3 separate regions of the Mus musculus genome follow, and regions 2 and 3 are each linked to region 1. A link is a contact called in public promoter capture Hi-C data. All regions are on one chromosome and are shown on one strand. The core of a region is the stretch at or near the end of the contact, and the rest is flanking DNA. Distances in the headings are between cores, read along the strand shown. Region 1 holds the start of Fyb (FYN binding protein). Region 2 holds the start of Fbxo4 (F-box protein 4). Region 3 holds the start of Oxct1 (3-oxoacid CoA transferase 1).

Region 1 (3,704 bases), core at 706-3,205:
AGATGTTTCTGTTTTGGGAAAGTAAACAAACAAACAATCAAGAAACCAACAAAACAAAACAAAACAAAACAAAAAAACCAAAAACAGCTAGAATACAAAGCATGGTCTCCTAAAATCCCTGCCACTGTCCTATTTGAATCTTGGGCTTAGGGGACATGATGAACAGTGTAGATATTTGAAGTGACTTAGAAGAGGAGTTTCAACTTCACAACATTGACATTTTGGCCTGGATAGTTCTGTGAAGGACAGGAGTAAGTGGCTCTATTTACAAAATATCATTAGCTTCATCCATTGTGACAATCAAACATGCCTCCAGAGAATGCACACATCCTTTGGCTATCAAATTTGATTCTTTCTAGAGTACTGACTTAGACTACTCTCTTCTCTCTGTCAACGGGCAGCATAACTTCTTCAAGTTACAGAAATGAAATACAACCAAGGGAATAAATGCAATGGTTATCCTTAAGCAAAACCAACTATCCGTTAAATAGGTATATTTCTTCCCTATTGTCTCCCTAAAATGTCAGTGCTCCCCACCCCAAGGTCCTTTCTTACAGAATGCTCAACCAGAACTTGGATTTGCTACTCTCTCAGACCTCCTACACAACGGAAAAAAAAATGCCAAAAGAAAATTGACCCTATACTCACATGAGCATCAGTTATGCAATCATTCCTTGCTCTAAAGTTTCCCCCAGGAGCTGAAACACTCAGTTGTGTGAGCAAACCACAGCTACCAGCAATGAGAAACAACTCACTGTTTGCAGAGTCAGCCTTTCGGAATCTGGTCAGGTCAACGTTGGGTGGTCTGTTGGGCTTGGGTGGAGGCGGGCCCAAGACGGACAGGGGTGGCAGGGCCTTCTGCTTCGGGGTTGCAGAATTCTTGTCTCCTTCTTTCTCCTGACTTTGGCCCCACGGTGTCCCCGCTGTCAGCTTGGAAGGGGCCTTAGGGAATCTGGCCGGCTCTTCTTGATTCAGTTTGTTCAGAAAGATGTTCTTTGCAAGGTCTGTTTTCCTATCTTCTTTTTTTTCTTCAAAGTTTTTGGAGAGACCCGGGCTCCCTCTGCTCGCAGCAGGTTTCAGAACCACTCCAGGAAAGGGTGAACTTGGTGCTCCATGGTCTTTATCCTCTGGGTCTTCCTTAGGTGGTTTGAAAGGGGCGCCCTTGGACTTGGCGCCCAACTGCACTGGGGATCCTTTCTGGACAGGCACGTTCTTAGAAGTGTTCTCTTCCTGGGAGTCCTCTGTGCTTAGGGATGGCTTCTGGCCAAAGGTGTGTCTGGGAAATCGGGGTTTGGAGTCAGTATCTTGTGCCGCTGGCATGAACTTGCTCTTAGCTCCAGCTACCTTTGAGAATCCTGGCTTCAGTTCGTTTTCTGGGACTGGGGGAGCGGGCCCTGGCTTCGGTCCTGGCGTCTTTAAGTCAGACTCTTGGTTCAAATTGTGAAGTTTATTCCCAGGTGGCCGTAAAACCACAGGTTTGGAATCTTCTTTGGTCAAGCTGGTGGGTTTGGGGCTTACAGGTTTCAGGAACCCCACTTTGACCTCAGGGTCTCTAGAAACTGAGTTTGGCTGTGTTCCAAATCTTGGGCTCCCTCCAGTAGGTTTTAAAAACGGGGGTTTAGGTTCCTTCTCAGGCTTCTCCTCGTAGGTAGGTTTCGCTGCCAAGGGTGGTTTTGTGGTCCCAAATTTAGGCATGCTGCTGGGTCCTGCGGGCGGGCTGGCATTTCCTTGGTTGTCAAATAAATTCTTTCTTGATTGTATTCCAGAAGGCGAGCTTTGTCCTGCAACTTTGAAGGGCCTGCTGCTGGTGGCGGCCTCCTCTGTCGGGTTACTCCCCGTGTTGAACTTCGCCATGAGGGATTTTACATCTGTTTTTCCATCCTACAAGCACAGGGAACAAAAACCAGCTGAGAGTCAGAAATCTCACTTGCAATTTAAAATACTGTACCTTCAAGGGTTTCCTGATCTGAGGCAAGAGTGCTGGGGTGCCGGCAAGCTGCTGATTGGTTGACCAGATATTGTAACATTTAAGTTCCTCTATGGCAAAACAAGTTGTGAATGTTTCTCGCGAAGGAAAGGCTAGGGCTGTGTTTAAACTTCTGTTGTTGGTCGTACAGGGACACAATCATTTATCTTAAAAAACGTTTCTCTTCTCTTTCCTGGTCTGCCTCGCTATCTTGTTGGAGATATCTGATTCTGTATTTGTTTACATTTTTTGCTTCACTGAAAAACATACAGCGGTGGCTACCAAATGGATTTTCCCACTTTTTACAACTGAGACTCATGTGGAAACTGGACTTCAAAACGAAAGTAGGCACTGTAAACTCAGGCTACATGCTTTTTTTTTTAACCCAGCAAAGCAATGCTTAGCATCAGTGTGCTGGCCCGTGCTTCCCTGTTCCTGTTGCGTTTAAAGTGCGTTTGCTGTCGGGGAGGTGTTACAGAACAGCCCAGCCCTTCTAAAACGAAAGAAGGTTTCCTTATTATTTGCAAATCCAGAGTGCTGTTGTGTGGCTGTATGCAGACTAACGGGACATGAGCTAAACCCACGGGACAGCATGGGCTGAACAACAGGCCAGCAGAAGGAATTGCCTCGTTTCCAGATCTTTCTCTTCAATAATGACTTTTACCAGTCCTCTGAGAGGTCCTGCCTCACCTGCCTTCCTCATAAGAATTAGGAAATTATGCAGTAAAGGTATCAGATAGTCACCCTTTTTTTTTTTTTTGTTGTTGTTAATATAGTCCCGTTTAACCTGGGAGAATTAATGGTGTCTTTACCCTTTCTTTCAAAAACAAGGAGTTTGAGCTGGAGATGAGGCTCAGCTGAGAGACAGAGAGAGAGAGAGGGAGAGAGAGAGAGAGAGAGAGAGAGAGAGAGAGAGAGAGAGAGAGAGAGAGAGAGAGAAAACCTACTTAGCATCTAACATCACTAAACCCTGTCTCATGTGCTCAGCATTCAATAAATCAGGTTGGTGGCGTACTCTGTAATGCAGGAGGTAGAGACAGGAAGATCAGAAGTTTATGAAGGTTAAGGTCATTCTTGGCTACACAGCAGGTTTGAGACAAGCCTAGGCTATGTGAGATCATGCCCGCCCCCCACACTCCCCCCCCCCAAAAGGATAAAAAAACAGGAAAAACTTCCAGGGCTCTAAAGCTTGATGAGAAATATGAAATGGTAGACAGAAGATATAGCTGGGTGATGGAGCAGGAGCTCAGCATGGGTAAGGTCCTGGGTTTGCTCCTTAGTGTACACACACACACACACACACACACACACACACACACGCACACACACACGTGCACGTAAGCGTGTGCACACACACACATGAGTACACGCATACACCCCCCCCCCCAAAGTTTTCTTTCTGTTTAGAAGGAAGTTTGTTTCTGAGAAAGAATTTCTGATTATCCCTTCCCCTCTACTAGTATTGTTCATATTCTTTATGTATAGCTTCTTTTAGGTTTATAAAACAAGGTGAAATAGCAAAGTGATTAAGAATGTCAGCTCGGGAGCCAGGTAGCAGGGGATATTAATGCGTTTTCTTATCTTCTCACTGCAAACAACGTCTAGGCGCTGCTCTTAGGCAGGCACGTGTATAAAGCAGTAGAGGACATTGGCACATCCGAGGGCTTCCTGTTTTTGTATAAAGAAGACACTTAGTGATCGTCTGCTCTCCCTCCTCATTGCACTGCTGGGGAACAAG
Region 2 (3,704 bases), core at 742-3,241, 2.6 Mb after region 1:
TTTCCTTGTAATATAAAAGCAGTGGCATTTTCATTTCTTCATACTTAAAATGACTTATGCTAATTTTCTTTCTCTGAATACAAAACACAGTTTAGAGAGGAGAAAGGCCATATAAGTAATTAATTCATAAGTCTTTCCCCTTGTCCTGATAATCTGAGCAAGTGGTTGACCTACTCATTGCTGAGCAATGTCATAGGAAAGAATAATCATTTTTAAATGTATGCTCTGACAGACCCTCAGTTGCCCAGCTTCCAGCTTTATTGAATGTCTGTTACTTTTCATTTGGAGCTTCAGGTACTGCATTTTGAATGAAGGGCCCTTGTGAAAAGTGTCTAGGGTCCACTACTGAGCATTATGTACTGTTACATGCAGCTATTGCTGTGTTACTTTCATATTTATATACTAGCAACTATTTCCTGTAGCCTAGCGTGTTTTTAAAAGATGTGGCCTTTGCCTTCTACTTCGAAGATTGTAAAATGGTATTAATTTTTAAATATCCTATGGACTAGATGTAGAATGTTTTGACAATTGATATTAAACCAGTTGTATATAGATGATAAAATTTAACTGTTTTCCCAAAAAACAAAAAACAAAGCAAAACACAAACAAACCATCTTGGAATAGTAAGTGGTTAAAGGTTGACAGTGATTTTGAGATAGATTATGTGGGCTCCGCCCATCTTCCATGTTCTCCAGAACAAGGTTTACACCTCAGGTTATAACGTGGTGATCCTTACTAGATTATTCTAAAAGATTTTAAAGAATTTAACACGTGACTACTAAATCCGAAGTATTCCCGTGATGAAGTCTAGATGTGGAATGGGTTTGGGGATTAGATTAAGTGAGGTAATCTACTTTAAAGAGACTGATAACCTGCTACCAAATAGGTATTTGTGTCTTTCCTAAAACTATATCCAGTGCTATATAATATTTTGTTATATAGCCTACCTCTCATTTCTTAAATTTCTTTTTGATTATGATTAAAGTTACTAGAATAGACATCACTTTTGGAAGATTAAAAATTCACTAATGGCTTTTAATAGTACCACATCCAGGCTTTTCTTTCCTATCAAATTTTCTTCTGACCTTTTATGATAGATCATTGATTGAACAATTTTTTAGTGTATGTACATTTTTGTCGTGGGCTTAAACTCACCATTTTGGTAGAAAATACCTAATAATGGAGTTTGAGGAAGTAAATGCAAGCAAAATGTGAGTGGCCATGGCCAGAGATTGGATTCAGGTTGGCACACCAAGTTGTGGAAGCAGTTGCAAGAACTATTATAGCCACAAAACAAAGACCATACATCAAATACATATACCACCTACGCTGATGAGGGCATTATGTACACAGCCTAGATAAAATTGGCTACATCTTGCCTGGCTTTCAGATGTTACAACATTATTTACTTTAAAATCGGTAAAGGGGGCAGGTGTTTGAGAGATGGTTCAGCAGTTATAAGAATGTACTGTTCTTTCAGAGGGCCTGAGTAGGTGGCTCTCAAGGGTGTGGTTTCCAGTTCCAGGGTTTGTGATGCCTGTGGCCTCTGCTGGAACCTGAGTGCTCATGCATATATCCACATACATGTAGTTAAATAAAATTTTAAGCAAAGCTTACAAGTTTCACCCAACCTCATGAGGTTAGACCAAAACCAGATTGAAGTTAATATTAAAAGAGCTACGCTTGAGGCAGTTTTGGCTTCCCATCTACAATAGTTTCTCCACAGCACGATGTTCTAGTCAGCCAAGGTTATCTTTAATAACACATAAGGCTCCTGATAGCCTCCACGGGCTCAGTTTTTGCTCAACTCCAAGTGGTAGATTGCTGATTCCAAAACACAGAAGCACACATACAGCCTACTTAATATCTAACGCTTAAGGGGAAGCAAGATTTCAGAAAAAGGGTGGCTGTTCAACAAGCCCTAGCTCCCAGGTCCTTGTGGTGACGCACAGAGGCAGGGAGGGACCCGGAGGATGTGTAGTGTGGGAGGGTTTGGGCTAACGGGGTGAGTCATTCCGGGCCACCTCGGCCTGGAGCCCTGCCCAACCGACCAGCCCGGGTCGTACCAGCGGGGCGGAGGCGGAGGCCGAGCGGCTGGGGAGCCCGTGCGCCCCGCGGTGTCGCGCGGAGCCTGCGACCATGGCTGGAAGCGAGCCCCGCGGAGCCGGCTCCCCGCCGCCCGCCAGCGACTGGGGCCGCCTGGAGGCAGCCATCCTGAGCGGCTGGAGGACCTTCTGGTATTCGGTGGCCAAGGAGCGGGCGACGCCGACGGCCTCCCGGAAGGAGGCGGCGGAGGAGACGAGCGCGCTGACGCGGCTGCCGGTGAGCCGAGGCCGCAGGCCGCGCACAGAGACCGCCGCAGGCCGGGGGCCTGGGCCGGCAGGGCAGCCACTTCCGGGTGTGTGCTCGCCTGGAAGTGAAGTGGCCAGGATTGCCTTGATGGTAACTCTTGGTATCCCCCTGCCAACCAAGGTCGCACTACAACACTCACTAATGACCAGCGAGATCACCCACAGGTTGTCAGTCATCCTATTTGGATGTCTGGAAATCTGATGAAGGAAGTGGGTTAGCTTGGAAGGCATTCCAGTGTCTTTCTTCTGCACATTTTAATCCCTAGTCAATGTATTCCAGTTAGGGGGGGGGGGGGGTCGCCTAGAGCAAGCAACTCTGACATATCCAAAGCAACAAAACTGCCACATAATTGAAACCAGTAAAGTTACAAGTACCTCAAGTTAGGTCAGGCTGCAAAGAGGATGCATGCAATTTAAAGTTTCAGAGAAAGATAAAATAAATAAATAAATAAATAAATAAATAAATAAATAAATAGATTATACATTGTTGATGACAATTCCTTTATCTCAGTTGGGTTATTAGTACATCCCACTGACATTCACTCTAAATGAAAGCCACAGGCTTAGGTTACCTCCAAGCTTCTCTCAGGTGTCCTCGGAACCTGATTAATACTCTATAGAGAGAAATTCAAATGACAGGTTCACATGCTTTCATTTGATCTAGTGATAAAATCAGAAAAACCGCCACTTTGTTTTTTTAGATTTATTTATTTATTTATTTTATGTATATGTGAGTACACTGTCACTGACACACCAGAAGAGGGCACTGGATCCAAATTACAGATGGTTGTGAGCCACCATGTGGTTGCTGGGAATAGAACTCAGGACCTCTGGAAGAGCAGCCAGTGCTCTTAACCTCTGAGCCATCTCTCCAGCTTGAAAAAAATCTCCACTTGACACTCATTTATTTTTGAAGAACAAATTAGTAACTGGTACATCAACATACTCATGGAAAGAAATGAAAGGAACTGGTTACTTTGCTTGAAAAATAGAAAGGCAGAGCTTGAGTTTGCAACATTTCAGGTGTGTTAGGGATGAAAATGTTTAGTTTTGAATTTTCTATTGGTGGAGGGATGTTAAGATAGACTTATGTATTTTAAAGAACCAGTCATTCAGGCGACCTTCAGTACAATGATTCTTTACTGATTAGGCCACCGCAAACAGTTGCCCCAGACAGATGACCTCTTTCTTTCATGCTGCTTGCCTCTCTTTCAGGTTGATGTGCAGTTGTATATCTTGTCGTTTCTTTCACCCCACGATCTGTGCCAGCTGGGAAGTACAGATCATTACTGGAACAAAACTATAAGAGACCCAATTCTCTGGAGATACTTTCTGTTGCGGGATCTCCCTTCT
Region 3 (3,704 bases), core at 588-3,087, 2.6 Mb after region 1:
CTGTCAAAAGAAAGTTTTTGACCTTGGCCCAAGGACATCCCTGTGTCCTGGTTTTTTGCATCTGCTCCATCACTTGCAGCAGGTTGGCTGGTGGTTAAGTGCATCCAAATTTGCATGCAATTACCCAAATGCCTCCTTTGAGGAATTTAACAACGCAATGACTCAGTTCTGAACCATTCCCTAGCACACGAGGGAGTCCTGTGATGACATCTTTAGATTCTCAACACTCAGAGATTGAAGGCAAGGAAATGAGCAACAGGGGAAGGAGTTCAAGAGCACACAGTGCAAGTAAATGCCCTGCGTGATGCACTCTTCTTAAGTTCAGGACTGCAATTTGAAACCTCTTCAAAGAAAACTTTGCAGGTTCGGGAAGAGGCTCCTGAGCAAACTGAACACTCCAAGGTGAATCCACCCTCCTCCCCACCCTCCTCCAGCACTCAGTTCCTTGGTCCCATACTCAAATCCAACCCGAATGTGTGCTTAGAGGCTAGACCCTCTACAATGTATAAGCAAAAATATCCACCACCAGCTAGTCTGCTAGGAGGGCGACTCAGGATACCATTCTGTGGGTCAAGGTGTTTGGGTTTTTTTGTTTTTGTTTTTGATTTTTGTTTTTTTACGGTCTTTGAACATTGCAAGTCTCTAACCCGGAGGGGACGGAGAGGAATTCAAAATAAAGGACCGAGGCGTTTGCAAACTGCAGCGGAGCGCCGCCAGCCCTCCTTCTGCTTCCAAACGCTTGGCAGGCTAAATCGCCCCGTGACAAGAGCTCCAGTCCGGGTTCCCCTTTCTACCGCCATATAGGGAAGGGGAGGATGGGGAGCGGCAGTCCGCCTCCGCAGCGCACAGCATCCGCCCACTTGGCGGTGAACTTGAGCCAGCAGCGGTTAACCCGGCCCGGGGTTCTGGGCCTCAGCCGGCGCCAGCAGCTCCCTCAGGTGGGGCGCAAGCCTCAGCGCGCCGCCCTTCTCCGCTCCTCTCCTCCAACCGGCCCTTACCTAGGGCGACGGCCCCGGGGACCCCCTTCCCAAGGGCGTCGGCCTGGAGCCTGGAGTCTGTAGGAGTGGCGGGAGATGGGGACGCGAGTCCCTGGACGCCGACAGTCTGTCTCTAAGGCGTTGCTGCGTGGCTTTGGTACACAGAGCCTCGACCGCTTCTCCACCGCTGCAAGCACAGCGGGGAAGTGGATGGAGAAGCAAAGACAGACAGACAGACAGACAGACAGACAAGCGGCGGCGGGGCTACCCTGAAACCCGAGCGTCTCCAAGCCCCCACCCCCAACCCCCGGGCACGGCGCTGCAGATGCCAGATCCCCGACCAGAGGCGGTGGAGATGGGCAGGGCAAAGAACGCGCGCGCCGCTCGCAGCTCGTCCGCGCGTGGCCTTCCTCTTGCCCCCCTGCACCTTCAATTTACCTTATGCAGGGCGCCCCGCGAGCTGCGGGCTGAGGCGCCGAGCCGAAGCCCAGAGGACAGGAGTTTGAGAGCCGCCATCTTCGGCCCCGGGTGCGGGAGACGGTGGCGCGCGCGGGAGTGCGTGCGAGTGCTGGTTGCCCGGGGCCGCGGCGGCGTCACCGGCTAAGAAGAGAGAAGGCAAGGCGAGCGGTAGGGCGGGCTGGAGGCTCGACCGCGCGTCAGTGACGTCCTCGGGACCTCAGAGCGGTGCCGCCCCTTGCTGCCTGCTGGCTTGTCAAGAAGCGAGACAGGGAGGGGCTCACGGCTAGGAATGGAAAGGCTGCACAGCTAGGACGAGCCCCGCGGGTTGTGCCGGGGCCGGAGGTGCTGGGCTCCAGCTCATCTGCGGGCACACCCGCAGCGGCGGGCGCTGCACTCAGGCTGGAGGGGGCGCTAGAGCCTGCCTTCCCCTCGCGCAAGGCTTGGCATCAACCAGGGTTTCGGGTTGCCAAGGGCCTGGAGGGTCTCTTACTGAACGTGTTACTTTTCCAAATCGCCCTCTGGAATGAGTACAGGTACAAAGGGTCACTGATAAAGATCTCCTTCCAGATCTAGACAGCTCACCTTTCCAACATTTCTCAACCCCAACACCCACAACTCTCTTCAAGTCTGGTTTTGCCCTTAGTTTCCTCTGAAACCCAGCAGCGTGCTGACTGACCCTCATGAGACATGACCTGCTTAACCGACAGAGGGACAAGATTAGAACTGGGCTGTTGTTCCCCATCATCCTACTCTGTGTTCCAGAATTTTCCTGGAACCGGAGTCCCAACAATTCCAGAAATTACAGAACAGGTATAAGCACAGAAGTGTCTGTCTCCTCTCCTCCTCGTCCTTGTCCATGTTGTATAATTCCCCTCACCTTGTAATGCTCTTCCTGTTGCAGTTTTGTATGAGAAAAGCCAGTCAAGGGACACAATGAACACAAAAATGCTCGGCACTAAATTTAGCTAATATTCGGTGGTGGGTTAACTTCATCGTTTTGGAGGTTTTCGTTTTGGAGTTTGTTTTTTGCTGTTTTGTTTGAGGAAGGATCTCTAGCTCTCTTAGGTCCCACTGAAACTCTATATATGGCTCAGGCTGACCTCCAACTTTTTTCTATTGCGGCAGCCTATCCCAGAGTATGTGCAATTGTGCCTGGCTCAAGCCTTATCTTTTGACTGGCACCCAACCGGCCTGAACCATTTCTTCAGGACGTTCTACACTCACCGCCGAGTTTAAAAGACCACTTGGAAGCCCGGGAAATCCTTTTATTGGATTAAAAGCCCATCGAGTCCTGGAAGAACAGTTTAAATTTGAAGTGATGCAAAACCCATGACAACAGTAAATGACTCTTTAACTTCCTTAAAAAGTATGCCGATACAATGAAGGATGAACAGTCCTGTTTAATTAAAACCTGTCTACTGGCCTGGGGAGATGGTAAAGACACTTGCCTCCAAGCTTAGTGACCTCAGTTTGATCCCTGGGACCCACATGGTAGCAGGGAAGAACCAACTCCAGCCAAGTCCTCCTCCGACCTCACATGCACTGCAGCGAGTGCATGCCTGTGTATGTGCGCCAAAACAAATGAATAAGGAATTTAAAAATCTGCACAGAAAAGCAACTACCTCAGTACTCCCTTAACTCAAAAATGTCTCCTGTAAAGATTACGGTTTTAACATGGAAATAAAATATCAAGTTAAACTATCATCTGATTGCATAGGAGAAGTGAACTCAGTAATCCTGGATATTTTGGGGGCGCATTTTAATAAGCTGTGAAGAGTTCGAATGTTTAAACCGAAGTCCCATGACTAGCCCTAACATGGCGGCTGTTGTGCTGCAGTTTTGAGAAGGAACAACAAAAGCTGGTACTACAGTTGTTCTTCCACTTTTTTCCTTCCAGGGCCACGTGAAAGGGAAAAAAAAAAAAAAAAGCACTGGCAACTTGTCTCGTAGTCATCTGACTCACTCTTCTTGGCTGGTCACATGTATTTCTCCTAAATGAAGACGGTGGATATTTTAAATTTATTATTCTGCAGAATTAAGGCTGCTAGGAAAAACAAAACCAAAACAAACAAAAAAGCAAAACCAGCCTCCGTACTGCACAGCCAGAAGGGAGAGGGGCTGCATTTTTTGATAAGCCCACGGCTTCATTTTACATCAGCTCAACAATGTGTAAGGCATCAATTCAACTTGAAAGAGTGTTTATTCTGTACCAATCTTTTTTCCTGATTCTACAAAAGCCATTTTAATTTATAACTTGCATATAAAAAG

Evidence for each region. Promoter capture Hi-C pulls out the DNA fragments that hold promoters and counts their contacts.
Region 2: a promoter capture Hi-C map of pre-B cells shows a contact between it and region 1, with 5 times the contacts expected there. The contact joins the promoter of Fbxo4 here to the promoter of Fyb in region 1. A contact is called at or near these places in 3 of 39 promoter capture datasets (hippocampal neurons, neutrophils and pre-B cells) and 2 of 115 datasets of contacts at active chromatin or transcription factors (bone marrow-derived dendritic cells and regulatory T cell precursor).
Region 3: a contact with region 1 is called in a promoter capture Hi-C map of the 3T3-L1 cell line, with 3 times the contacts expected there. The contact joins the promoter of Oxct1 here to the promoter of Fyb in region 1. A contact is called at or near these places in 2 of 39 promoter capture datasets (the 3T3-L1 cell line and hippocampal neurons).

What each region holds. Positions count from the first base shown.
Region 1 is chr15:6,578,098-6,581,801 of GRCm38.p6, reverse strand. Fyb (FYN binding protein) reads right to left here and starts at 1,955. Exons shown (of 18, transcript NM_011815.5): 1 at 756-1,955. The coding sequence starts at 1,854.
Region 2 is chr15:3,977,860-3,981,563 of GRCm38.p6, reverse strand. It overlaps Fbxo4 (F-box protein 4), which reads left to right and starts at 1,991. Exons shown (of 7, transcript NM_134099.2): 1 at 1,991-2,322; 2 at 3,567-3,704. The coding sequence starts at 2,140.
Region 3 is chr15:4,024,561-4,028,264 of GRCm38.p6, reverse strand. It overlaps Oxct1 (3-oxoacid CoA transferase 1), which reads right to left and starts at 1,837. Exons shown (of 17, transcript NM_024188.6): 1 at 1,416-1,837. The coding sequence starts at 1,493. BC037032 (cDNA Sequence BC037032) reads left to right here and starts at 859. Exons shown (of 2, transcript NR_028266.1): 1 at 859-2,246.